2 separate regions of the Mus musculus genome follow, and region 1 is linked to region 2. A link is a contact called in public HiChIP or PLAC-seq data. All regions are on one chromosome and are shown on one strand. The core of a region is the stretch at or near the end of the contact, and the rest is flanking DNA. Distances in the headings are between cores, read along the strand shown. Region 1 holds the start of Ptpru (protein tyrosine phosphatase, receptor type, U). Region 2 holds the start of Gmeb1 (glucocorticoid modulatory element binding protein 1).

Region 1 (6,072 bases), core at 1,017-3,516, 420 kb before region 2:
TCTTCTCCTCAGCTTCTCAGTAGGGGACTTAACATTCTACCAAGTATCACACGCGGTCATTATTAAGACCATGAAGCACACGGAGAAACTGAGGCTCAAGAATGAGAACAACCTGCAGCAGTTCTCACTCTCAAACCTTGATCCTGACAGTCTACTACCAGGGCAATTGATGATCGTGTGTATTCTCAAATCAAGGTGATCGAGTGAGGGAATGAAAAGGGTTCTATCTTAAAGATCCCGGGCGCCCCGCGGCCCTGAGAAAGGTCTAAGAGGCAGGTTGCCTGGATCACCCTCTCTGATACCAGGAGGTCAAAACTGAAGCTGAGCAGTACAACCCCAAAGCTGCAGGGCAAGACCAGGACAGCTCCCGAGACGCCCCAGCGGGGGCGGGGCGGTGAACGAGATCCCCGGAGGCCAGTTGTCTGGGGCAGGCAGGCGACCTGGAGTCTCTCCCTGGGCCCAAGGCGGCAGCGCGTGTCTCGGCTCTGCTTCCACCCGGGGCGACTCCCAGCTACCTCACGCCGGTGGCGGGAGCCAGGGGAGGAGGAAACCCTGGAAGAGGACCGGCACACGCCCGCCAGAGGGGCCGAGGCCTGAGGTCCAGGCCTCAGGAAAGGACGGTGGACCACGCGCGCGCACACACAGAAGCACACTGACACTCCATTCACAGAGCACACGATGCGATGCGCTCGCGGTCGCACAGACAGTCACTGGACACACACTCAGACATGGGAATGCACACACACACACACACACACACGCACGCACGCACACGCACACACCCTCCATAGGACACCAGGCTCCAAAGCACACTCAAGCACGGGATCTCACCGCAGGCCGAGGGGGAGGCCCATGCACACATTCACACACACACACACACGCACACACGCACACACGCACACACACACAACACACACACGTCCGCACGCGCGTGCCCGACTGGCCGGGAGGCCGCACAAAGTTGCAAAGCAGACGCAGGCAGCGTCCCCGGGGACCGCGGCGTCCCCAACGCCTCTGACGAGCTACGATGGGGACGCTGTCCCGAGGCCTCCAGCCAGGCCCTGCGGGGGCCCCGACGCCGCAGCCCCGCCCGCAACCGGGTGCGCCCCACGGCCCTCCCCATCCCGGGCGCCCCGCGGCCCTGGCGCCTCCTCGGATCAGCCGCCAGCCAGCGCCGCTCGGAACTTGCGAAACAACAAACCGCCCGAAATGTCGGAGTCGGCGGCTACAGCCACGTCTCTCCCCGTTCCTTCCCTCGCCAGCCGCAGGGCCGCCCCAGCCTCCGGGGGACGCCGCCGCGACAACTTGTTCCGGCCGGGTGCGCCACGCACACGCGCGCGCGCGATCACACATACACTCACATATGCACACACACATGCACACACACCCTCGGGTCCCGGCCACACTCGACCACGGCCTAGGAGCACCCCAAGCTCGCAGCGTCCCTAGCCACGAAACCATCGCTCACCGACACACTCACATCCACTCCAGACACGCTCCCCCATACGTATTCCCCGCATCCCTGACATTCACACGGACCCACACAGCATCGTACACCCCAAATACTCCCACAGGGTCACTCGTGGGCACAGAGCTCACACAGGTTCCGACCCGGTTCCCACGACTGCACACACACACACACACACACACACCACACACACTCGGGCCCACACTTGGGCACAATCCACCGAGTCCTCACAGCACAGGCATAAACAAACACGCGGGTTTTCAAACGCACCAGCAACAAACAGTACTCCCGCCTAGGGAATACAAAAAAAAAAGCCAACAAATGCAACACAGGATCAGACGCAACTCTAGCCAAGCCACTGAAACTCAGATACACAACCCACTTGGCAGCGTGGACAAACATGAGCCAGCGCACACCCGGTGCTCCACGCAGGCGACACTCACACCAGCACACTCGCATCCGCGGTACACACTCAACCTCAGTTTGCACACAAACTACAGACACAGCGGCCACAGAAGCTTGGAGCACTCCGACACCAGCGACAAGCCATCCCCGGCCCCCCGGGCACTCGCGGGATAAGCTTGGAGGGACCGCGCGCGCTTACCTGCGGGAGTCTCGGTCTCAGGCGCGCAGAACTGGAAGGTGAGCGCCAGGACCAGAGCCTGAGCCCGGGCCATGGCCGCCGCCTAGGTCCTGGAGACCCGCAGCTGGGGAGGCGACGCCTCCGGAGCCCGACCGGGAGCCCAAGGCGAGCGGGAGCCGTAGTGGAGCAGTGCCGCGCGGAGCGGGACTGGCGCCGAGTCCAGAGCGGGAGCCCGAACGAGCGGGGCGCTGACGTCAGGCCCCCGGGCGCGAGTTCCGCGGTCTCGAGGCGTCCCCTGCTGGTGGTGTCGCGCGCTGCGGCCCGGTTCCCTGGGCCCGCCGGCCTTGGCGTGCCCATCCCCCACTCTCGCACCCCGTCGACAAGATCCATCGGCCGGTGCCGGTGTTCAGGTCGGCACTCTCAACGCATCCGTTGCCCACGGCTGAGACTGTAACCCAGGAACCCTTGGCTCCTCTGTTCCCTCAGTTGCTTAAGTTTTTCCTACCTTGACTACTCTGAACATAAACTCCCAGCTCCCTCCAATGACAGAGCACTCTTCATCTACCTGAAACGTTGTTGGGCCTTTGGAATGTTGCCGTTTACTTTCAGTAATATGAAATTCACTTCTCTCTTACTGACGCTCGTGCCTCTACAGTAGCCTCCGGCTACTCGGAGTAAGTAGATTTGGAACTCTGCCCCGTCCAAGTTTTTGCACAACCACCAGCATAGTTGTCAGTGGCTACTTAAGACCAGGTGCCATGTGTGCCTCTCTCTGGGACTCTGTTCATCTTCACTATTGCCCTAGGGGACACACACCATTCTAATGCCATTACACAGTTGAGAAAGTTGAGATCATAGAGCGTGACTTTTTCAAGATTATGTGTCAGTATGAGGCGACACCAAGATCTGAATCAAGGTTGTCTGGTTCGAAATGTGTAAACAAACGAACAAAAACCGACTCACATCTGGAAACCCATTTGCTTCTCAAATACTGAATAGATATGGGCTTGTTGGTTCAGTGATGACTGTAGACTACCGAGGAGATTAAAAAACAAAGGCTTGATCTCCGGGAGCTAGAGAGACGGCTCAGTGGTTAGGTGCGTGCACGCGGCTCTTGCAAAGGGCTCAGGATGGATCCCCAGCACCCTTGTCCAACCACCTGTAACTGCGCATCAGACCAGCACTTCTGGCCGTGTATATTTATAAAATATAAAATTATATTTTAAATATAATTTAAATATTTTTTAAAATCCCCACCCTCATGAAGCTTACATTCAGGAGGAAGATGCAGGAGAGGGTGGGGGGGGGGGTTGGAACCTACAGTAGGGAAAGTGGATCGCTGCACTTCTAAACAGACTGCCTGCTATGTGATGGACTTGGTATATATCCCCCATGTTTAGAATGTGTGTCCCCCTAGGGAAGCTTTTTCCCCCGGGGCCTGGTATCCCGCATACTCGATGAGTAATGAATGAGCGGGTAACTGATAGATGAGTACTTACAGAGAGGGCCCTTGCTCTCACGAAGACTTCATGCCGCAGATAAATAAATACATATGGAACTTCAGTCTGAGGCATGCGCCCTCAAGGAAATGAAGCTCTTGCAACAAGGAACACTAAAAGATGGGGGGGGGGGGTCGGGTCACGCTTCAGAAAAGACAGTCCAAGACAGACGCCTTTGCCAAGGATGTGACCCCATGCCACGTGATCTTAGACCTGACGTGTGAGGAGCCAGCCTCAAGCACACCAATGGGAAGGAATGCTGCAGCCAGCCAGACCAATGGGAAGGAACGCTGCAGCCAGCCAGACCAATGGGAAGGAACGCTGCAGCCAGCCCGAAGCGCGAGCCTTGGTCTAAGAGGGAGCCCGAATGGAAGGGTGAAGAGGAACGGCAGGTGCAACTGGAAAAGTTGCCAGGGCCTGCAGACCACACAGAAAGCCGAATACGGAAGACATTTTGAGTCAATAAACACTAAGAAAATGATCAGCCGCTGGAGAGTCTTGAGTTTTGGTTTATTACTTTCATTCCCCCCAACAACTAATGGGCAGAGATGTTGAAGGAACTCATTTAAGTACAGGTCTTGGCGTCTGTAAGGCCTCCCTATTTCTTGTCTCTTCCCTCAGTTGGCTCACACTGAGAAGCTACCCTGAGGCTAGAAAAGGAAGAACTGAGCATCCCTGGTCTCCTTGGGTCCTCAAACTGCTGCTCAAGGAAGCAAAGACACAGCTCTCGAGGACCCGAGCATTAAACTGAGAGTCACCATGAGACAGAGGTAGAGGAAGGAAAAGTGATGGGCAAGACAGAAAGACATGCTGAAACAGAGAGAGATCTGGCAACCCGGAGCCGGCTGTGCGTTGGAGGGGGGGAGAACTGAAGTTTTGGGGTTTTGGTTTTTGTTTGGTTTTTGTTGTTGTTGTTTGCTCTTTTTATTAATCTCAAGTTTTGAGGTATGGACACTGAGAATCAGAGAGCATGATGTATTTGCGCAAGGTCACTCAGTCAGTCCATAAAGGTGTCAGGATTTGAACTCAAATCTGATCGGTTCCACGTTCTCTTGCTCCTTGGTCAGAGGACAGCCTCAGAGACTACGGTGAATGTGGTGTGCCAGTGTTAGCAACAGGTAAACAGAGGAAGAGAACATTGTTCCCCTTTGCTTTAAAAAGGGCCACAAACTTCAACAATCCTTGCAAGATAGAGAAAAGCCCTGGCTTGGAGTGGCTGCCCCAAATCTAGGGAGAAGGATAGGGTACCACAGTCAGTGCCAGGTCAGGAAGAAATTCAATTACCTGCAACTCATGGAATATTTATGATGCCTATCCTGTGTTAGGCCCCATATTGAGTGCTGGCATCCCGGAGATGAAATTTTGCCTGGAGGGGGAAGTGGACATATAAATAACTACAAGATAGTATCCTAAAGGCCATAACATTAGCCCAGAGAAATTACAAAGGCATTGGGGTTTGCTCAATAGAACAATATGTGAACCTGGAATTCCCCTGGAAGGTTAGACAGGAAAATTCATTTCAGTCGATCGAAACCTGAATAAAAGCGTAAGACAAGGAAGAGCTGGTGAGGGCGGAGTTGGGTGTAGTTGGGTCGCTGGCTATGTACAGTGCAAAAGATAAAGCCAGAAAGAGGGTAGGCATCAAAGTGCATATGGTCTTGAATGCAAAGCTAAGGCCAATAGGCTTAAACCCCTTCACCGGTTGTTCTCAAACTGTGTGACTGCCAGATGGCCTAGACCAAAGGGAAAGGTGAAAGGGTGTGGAGGGAGATGAAATCCAGCCTTAAGGAGGAAAACTTTCCAGCCTGATTCTCCAGACTTTCCTAGTTGGCTGCCTGGGGAGGAGGAGGAGCCAGTGGGCGGTGGGGGTGAGGGGATAAAGAGGAACATCCCAGTGTCACCTAGAGGATGCAGCAGAGGGACCTTGTGAACTTTCTGGCACAAGTATGCCTCCCTGTCACTGTGGAAATAGGTGTTCACGTGAGTGCACACCTATTGTGAGAACAGACTTTTCCCCTACTGGTAGGTATCAGATTTCTCTAATAAATGCAGTTATTGAGTCAAACCCCAGTGTTTTACAAAGTGATAGCTCTCATTTCATCCTCACACCATATTCCTGGAATCGTTTTAGAACGTTCCATATGTCAAACAGTGTGCTAAGTGGTTCAAGTGGTACTCGCTCCCTCGGTCTTCAAGACAACCTTGGGACTATTAGTCTCTTGATTATTGTTGAGCTTTTTTTGTCTTTGCCTTGTTAGAGATCAAACCCAGGACCTCACACGTGCTACCACTGAGTGTGCTCTACCACTGAGCTACCTCCCTAGCTCAGTTCCCTTCATTTTAACCATGAGGGAAACAGAGGCACAGAGAAGCCAAGTGACGAATTCAAAACCAAACATCCAGGAAATGGCAGAACCAGGATGCAAATCTAGATTTGCCTGAGTCCAGTTCCCAAAACCTTAATCTCTATGCTTTGGTGGGCTCTCCTCCTCAGAGAAAAATTTGTTTCCCACGGCAAGCTT
Region 2 (6,142 bases), core at 3,065-5,564:
CAAGTAGATTAAAGGTGCGCACCACCACTGCCTGGCTTGCCTTTTTTTTTGATAGGGTCTTGTTATATAGCTCTGACTAGTCTGAAACTCACTAAATCAGGTTGGCCTCAAACAAGAAAGTAATTTTTTCTTCAAGATAGGGTTTTTCTATATAGTCTTGGCTGTTGTCCTGGGACCCAATATGTAGACCAGGCTGGCCTTGAACTCACATAGATCCACCTACCCCTGCCTCCCAATACTGTGATTCAAGTTGTGCGCCACCAGGCCCAAATAAGAAAGTAAATATTAACAAAACAAACAAATAACATTTGAGGTACAAATTTGACTCCCAAGTCAAGATTTATTCCACCAAAAAAAGGAGCAGAGTTTTAATTCTGGGAGGTTGTAGGGAGACAGGAGGATGGGACAAGGTCTTGTTATATAATAGTTTCCTGGCTTGGGACTCATTATGCAGCCCAAGCTAGCCTCAAAGTTTAAGAATCCTACTGCCTTTGAGTATTGGGACTATATGTGTTGAGCCAAAGACTGTCTTCAGGTACACAGGGTTTCTCTGTGTAGTTCTGGCTATCATGAGACTCACTCTGTAGATCAGGCTGGTTGGCAACTCAGACATTCACCTGCCTCTGCCTCCTGAGTGCTGGAAATAAAGGCATGCATGCGCCACCACTGCCCACCACGAACTTTATTTTTTCAATAAATAGCTCAGATAAGTTACTGGGTCACAGAAGAACTATGGTTCTTAGAATGGTGCTTCTAATTTCAACCTTCTTCCCAGAAAGACTGAGTTCCTGTGGCCATCTTGAAGAAGGAGGGTGGCTAAGTTGTTAACCCTCTCTGCAGAATTTGTACTTTATTCCTTCCATACCTGGAACCCACTTCTAACAGTCGAGCCTAAGAGTCATCTGGAACATGTTTTTAGTGACAGAGAAGAGTCCACTCCAACAAGACAACTGGTAATTCTTAGTAAAATGAAGTCTAGGTTCAATGTCATCATCTTAAGTATCCCACTTCCAGTGAGCACCTCCAGACCAGCACAGACTGCTCTAAGATATATAAACACAAACCTGCCTGCCCCTTGTGTATAGCAACACAAACTCCAGAGGTGAGATGAGCGAGCTGATCCCATGGGTACCTCACAGAGGAGGCCTTGCAATATCCCTCATGAGATGGCACCGCTGTGAGCTCTGTAATTCTATGAGAACGTACAAAACCATGACATAATTTTAATAAAATTTAGTCAAGGATGTAGAAAGAAGCATTGCAGGGGTAGTACAGCTCAGGGCCGAGGCTTGGCATGAGCCATGGGGTCAACCTACAGCAAAACAGTTTTCTCTGTAGTTTGCTTTTTAGTCCTTGCTTAGTTTTGGGCTGGTCTCAAACTCTCTATGTAGCTGTGGGTGACCTCGTGCTATTGAGCCTCCAGCTTCTACCAAGCTCGGGAATGAAGGCAAAAACCTCCACATTCAGTTACTTGGGTATTTGAGAGAAAAGTCTCACTAAGTAGTCCAGGCTGGGCTTGAACTTTCAATCCTCCTGGCTCAGTCTACAGAGAGCTGGGATTACAGACAAGTGCTAACCGGCTGCTGCTCTGCAATTATTTTCAGGGAAGAAAAAAAAAAAGCCTGGTTACCTGAGTTATAACTCTAAACCTCATGTAAAGATAAACGGAGAGAACCAACTCCATAAAATCCTCCAGCCTCTACCCACCTGCACACCATGGCACAGGCACCCCTCCCAACATTATGCATATAGCATTATAAACTTAAGAATATTTAAAGTGAGCAGGAACAAGGCATAGCAGCACTCTGGGGGTAGAAGCAGAAGTGTTAGGGATTCAAGGTCATCTTCAGTTACATAAGAAGGCTGAGACTATACAAAACCTTTGTTTAAAATAAAAACAAAAACAAAAAAAGGAGATGGGTGCCTGCCTGCAAGATGGCTCAGAAGGTAAAGACAGGCTATTGTTATGGAGCATAAAAACCTGAGTTTGATCTGAAGGACACAGGCAGTGGAAGGAGAGACTCAAATCCTGTGTTGTCCTCTGACCTCCACAAGTATACCAGCAAGGCAGGCAGGCAGGCAGACACACCAATATACACACACAGACAGTGACAGGAACATATACATTTTTGCTGTTGTTTTGAGACACAGGCTGGAACATGCAATGTAGTTGGCCTCAGACTAGGATATCTGCCTGCTGCTGCTTTACAAGTGAGTGAGGACAGGAAGAACAGCGTGTGCCACCGTGCCAGGTAATAAATCTAAATTTAAAATCTTAGCCCAGGAGAGGCAGAAGCAGAAAGATATGCAAGTGTAAAGTCGGTCTGGTCTACACGGCAAGTGCCAGTCAAACCAGAGCTACAGAGAAAGATGCCAAGAAAATAAAAAGAAAGAAAAGAAAAGAAAAGCAAGCACGTGCTTGGTATGATCATCTCCCATCTACAAGCACGAACCTGGGCATCTGAGGCAAGACTACCATAAGTTCAAAGCCAGCCAGGGCTACATAGTGAGCCCCGGTGTCAAATAACTAACATACAGAGCAGCCTGGCATATTTTGGAGGCAGAGGCAGGTGAAATCTCTTTTGAGTTTGACACCAGCCAAACTAAAAGGAGACTTTATCTCAAAAAGAAACAAACAAAAGCCAGGCAATGATGGCATATGCCCTTAATCCCAGCGCTCGTAAGGCAGAGGCAGGTAAATCTCTTGAGTGCAAGGCCAGTAAGGACTACAGAGATACCCTGTCTCAAATACCTAAACAATTGGAGGCCAGTTCCAAAACAGCCAGAGCCACACAGAGAAACCCAGTCTCAAATAAATAGCCAAAACCAACAACAAGTCTCCAATTTGCAACTTTATTACTTAAGCACAAAACTCACTAAGTCCACCGTATGCACTTGGTTGTTCAGCCAAAGTGAACTCAGATATAATGAACCCAAGGTCATTTCACTCTGCAGGAAGTATCCAGAGGAAGTGAAGTTCTATATAAATCACAGATTGGATGGAGACTCCTATATAGGTGTTTGAAGGAATCAAGGAATACGTTTTTAAAAGTCACCCCTCTAAGAGTGTAAGAAATCAAAACAGGGCCCAAACTAACCCAACAAAGCTCAAATACACCTACTCAATGAACTTAAGTATAAAAGAAAAACAAGTTATTATATGGTTGAAAAATTAGAAGCGTTAGGCCCAAGCTCTTATGAAAACGTTCCATAATACTAGCCAAGGAAAGGGGGCTGGGCAGATGGCAAGAGTGTACAGATGTGGAGAAAACCCCTACTTCCTGGTTCTCCTAGAGTCAGTAACAGGTCGCATTTTGAGAGCTCAGGGTTTCCTTGCTCCTTGGACAGCCAGGTCAAGACCCTCGGGTAAGATTCTGCCCACATTTCTCTTGCCTCTCAAACCGAGGACACCTGGCCAATTCCCTGTCATTTCTGAAAGCAAGGGGTACCCTCTTCCCAGCAAGTACCTTCTCACTAACCCCATAACCTTAGGCTTCCCTCGTCTCCTGACGCAGGAAACCACCCTACTCTCCACCTAGCCACCGGAGGCCCTCCACTCTGAAGCCCTCACGGGGACCCTTCTCCTTCTTACTGCCCTTCATCTTGGGAAGGACGCTGCCTCCTCTCCTAAGCCCTCCAAAGGACCTTCCTCCTCCTCCTCCTCCTCCTCCTCCTCTCCAGGTCTGGTGGCCCAGGCCTCTCCCCTCGGGCGAAGGCTTGACCCTATTCCCTGCACCCCACCCCCACCCCAGCACGCCGCCCTCTCCCCCGACCCGGCCCGACCCAGGCCTGACCCAGCTCCTCCGCGCAAGGCCCAAGCTCCCAAACCCCGTATTTTTGGGGTGGGGAGGGATTCCCCTGGCCCCTCCGCGAGGACTTCCGGGCCCCTCGGTCCGGGGGCGCCGAGCCTTCCCCACCCCCCCAACCCCCGCCCAGTACGGGGTTCGTAGGACCCGGAGCCTAGGCCCGGCCGGCCACGCTGGGGGCGGCCCGGCGGCTCGGGCGGACCCAGCGGCAGCGTCCCCCCACCCCCCCCGCGGCGCCGCGACGTCCGCTCGCTCCCCGGCGGCGGCGGCGGCACGCACAGGGCGTGGGGAGGCGCCCGCGGAGGCAGCAGCCCCCCGCCCCCTGCGCGCCCGCCCGCCCTCGCCCTCGCCCTCGCCGTCGCCGTCGCCGGCCGCCGCGCGGCCCCCGCGCCCGCCCCCCCCCGCCCCCAGCCCTCGCCGCGCCGCGCGCCCACCCCTCCCCCTCCTCACCGTCTCCGTCGGGCGGGCGGGCGGGCGGCGAGCGGCCAGGGCGGGCGGGCGACGGAGCATGCGCACAAAGCCGCCACGGCGGCCGCCGCCACCGCCGCCGCCAAGCCGGGCTCCAGCACTTCCGGCCGCCGCGGCGGGCGAGCCGGCGCCTTAAAGGGGACGCGTCCTTATTGCGGGCCGCGCAGGGGATACACCTCCCCCCTCAGCCTAGCGATTTAGGGGAGCCTGAGAGCTTAGGCCTTCGGTCCTAGAAAGGCAGTGTTGGAGAAGTCGCGGGAGGCCCCAGGGGACTGAATAAGGTTTAGATGCAGAGGTCATCTCGCCCTGACTCTTGTGGAGGACTAGGGCTTTTCTTTCTCCAAATCCTCTTTATTGACGCTTACAATTTATCAGGATTTCAGGTTACCAATGTGGAATGAAAAGATGCTGCTGAGCATAGATAGTAACCCCTTCCCGCGTCCAAACCATGGCTCTTTGCGCAGGTTTTCCTGCTTGTCCGGGTTCGGAGTTCAAATTTGAACTTCCTTGGAACCGGTACAACAACTGTGCAGTGACTTGACAACTCTAAGCCACCTATTTCCCGAAAGGTACATGTCGTTCATGTACAATGAAATGATACTTGAAAAGTACTTGGGCAAGTTTCTGAGGCCGGGGAATAGTAACTGACAAGCTTTAAGGCAATGTGGTCAGGCCTTGGGGTTAGATGCTTTTGGTTTATAAATTCCTCAGAGCCACCTTACTCTTTCATTCTCATCTTTGAAAGTTAAACAGGAACGTCGGCACGTGCTGGTGGTACACGCTTTTAATTCCACAATTCCTGTCTAGCCTGGTCTACATAGTGGGTTCTAGGCCAGCTGTGGCTACATAATGAGACCTTGTCTCAAAAAAAAAAAGCAAGCCAAACGTAGAGATGAGGGGTGTGAGGAGGGAAGTAGGTCGGTAGGTAGAACACGTGCAGAAGACCCACAAGGGTTATTTCCCATCTTTCTTCCTATAGACATTGTGTTGTATCTGTCTTCTTTGCTTCCAAAGGGCAGGTTGTGGGCTGTGTGTGTGTGTGTGTGTAGAGATGGCACGTTGGGTGCAGGCTCCTGACCACCTGAGTTCCACCACTCGAACCTACATAGTGATTTTTTTTTTTTTTTTTTTTTTAATTGAGACAGGGTTTTCTGTGTAGCCCTGGCTGTCCTGGAATTCACTTTGTAGACCAGGCTGGTCTCGAACTCAGAAATCCGCCTGCCTTTGCCTCCCAAGTGCTGGGATTAAAGGAGTATGCCACCACTCTAAATGTGATTTTTAAAAAAGATATATAAGTGTGTGAGAGCGGGTTTTTTTTTTTTAAGATTTATTATATGTAAGTACACTGTTGTCTTCAGACACTCCAGAAGAGGGCATCAGATATTGTTACAGATGCTTGTGAGCCACCATGTGGTTGCTGGAATTTGAACTCAGGACCTTTGAAAGAGCAGTCAGTGTTCTTAACTGCTGAGCCATCTCTGCAGCCCTTGTTTTGTTTTTTAAGAATTTATTTATTTATTTCATATATGTGAATACACTGTCATTGTCTTCAGACACACCAGAAGAGGGCATCAGATCCCATTACAGATGGTTGTGAGCCACCATGTGGTTCCTGGGAATTGAACTCAGGACCTCTGGAAAAGCAGTCAGTGCCCTTAACCACTGAGCCATCTCTCTAGCCCTTTTTTTGGTTTTTTGAGACAGGGTTTCTCTGTAGTCCTGGCTGTCCTGGAACTCACTTTGTAGACCACGCTGGTCTCAAACTCAGAAATCCACCTGCCTCTGCCTCCCAAGTGCTGGGATTAAAGGCGTGCGACACCACGCCCAGCTTTTCTTTTTTTTCTTTTTTGGATGTGAGAGCATTTTAA

The links. HiChIP or PLAC-seq counts read pairs in DNA pulled down with a chosen protein or histone mark.
Region 1: an H3K4me3 HiChIP or PLAC-seq map of bone marrow-derived macrophages shows a contact between it and region 2, with 3 times the contacts expected there. The contact joins the promoter of Ptpru here to the promoter of Gmeb1 in region 2. A contact is called at or near these places in 1 of 39 promoter capture datasets (pre-B cells) and 1 of 115 datasets of contacts at active chromatin or transcription factors (bone marrow-derived macrophages).

What each region holds. Positions count from the first base shown.
Region 1 is chr4:131,836,012-131,842,083 of GRCm38.p6, forward strand. Ptpru (protein tyrosine phosphatase, receptor type, U) reads right to left here and starts at 2,267. Exons shown (of 31, transcript NM_001083119.2): 1 at 2,073-2,267. The coding sequence starts at 2,145.
Region 2 is chr4:132,257,235-132,263,376 of GRCm38.p6, forward strand. Gmeb1 (glucocorticoid modulatory element binding protein 1) reads right to left here and starts at 4,315. Exons shown (of 10, transcript NM_020273.2): 1 at 4,257-4,315. It overlaps Gm28874 (a long non-coding RNA gene), which reads left to right. Exons shown (of 2, transcript XR_390809.4): 1 at 1-3,366.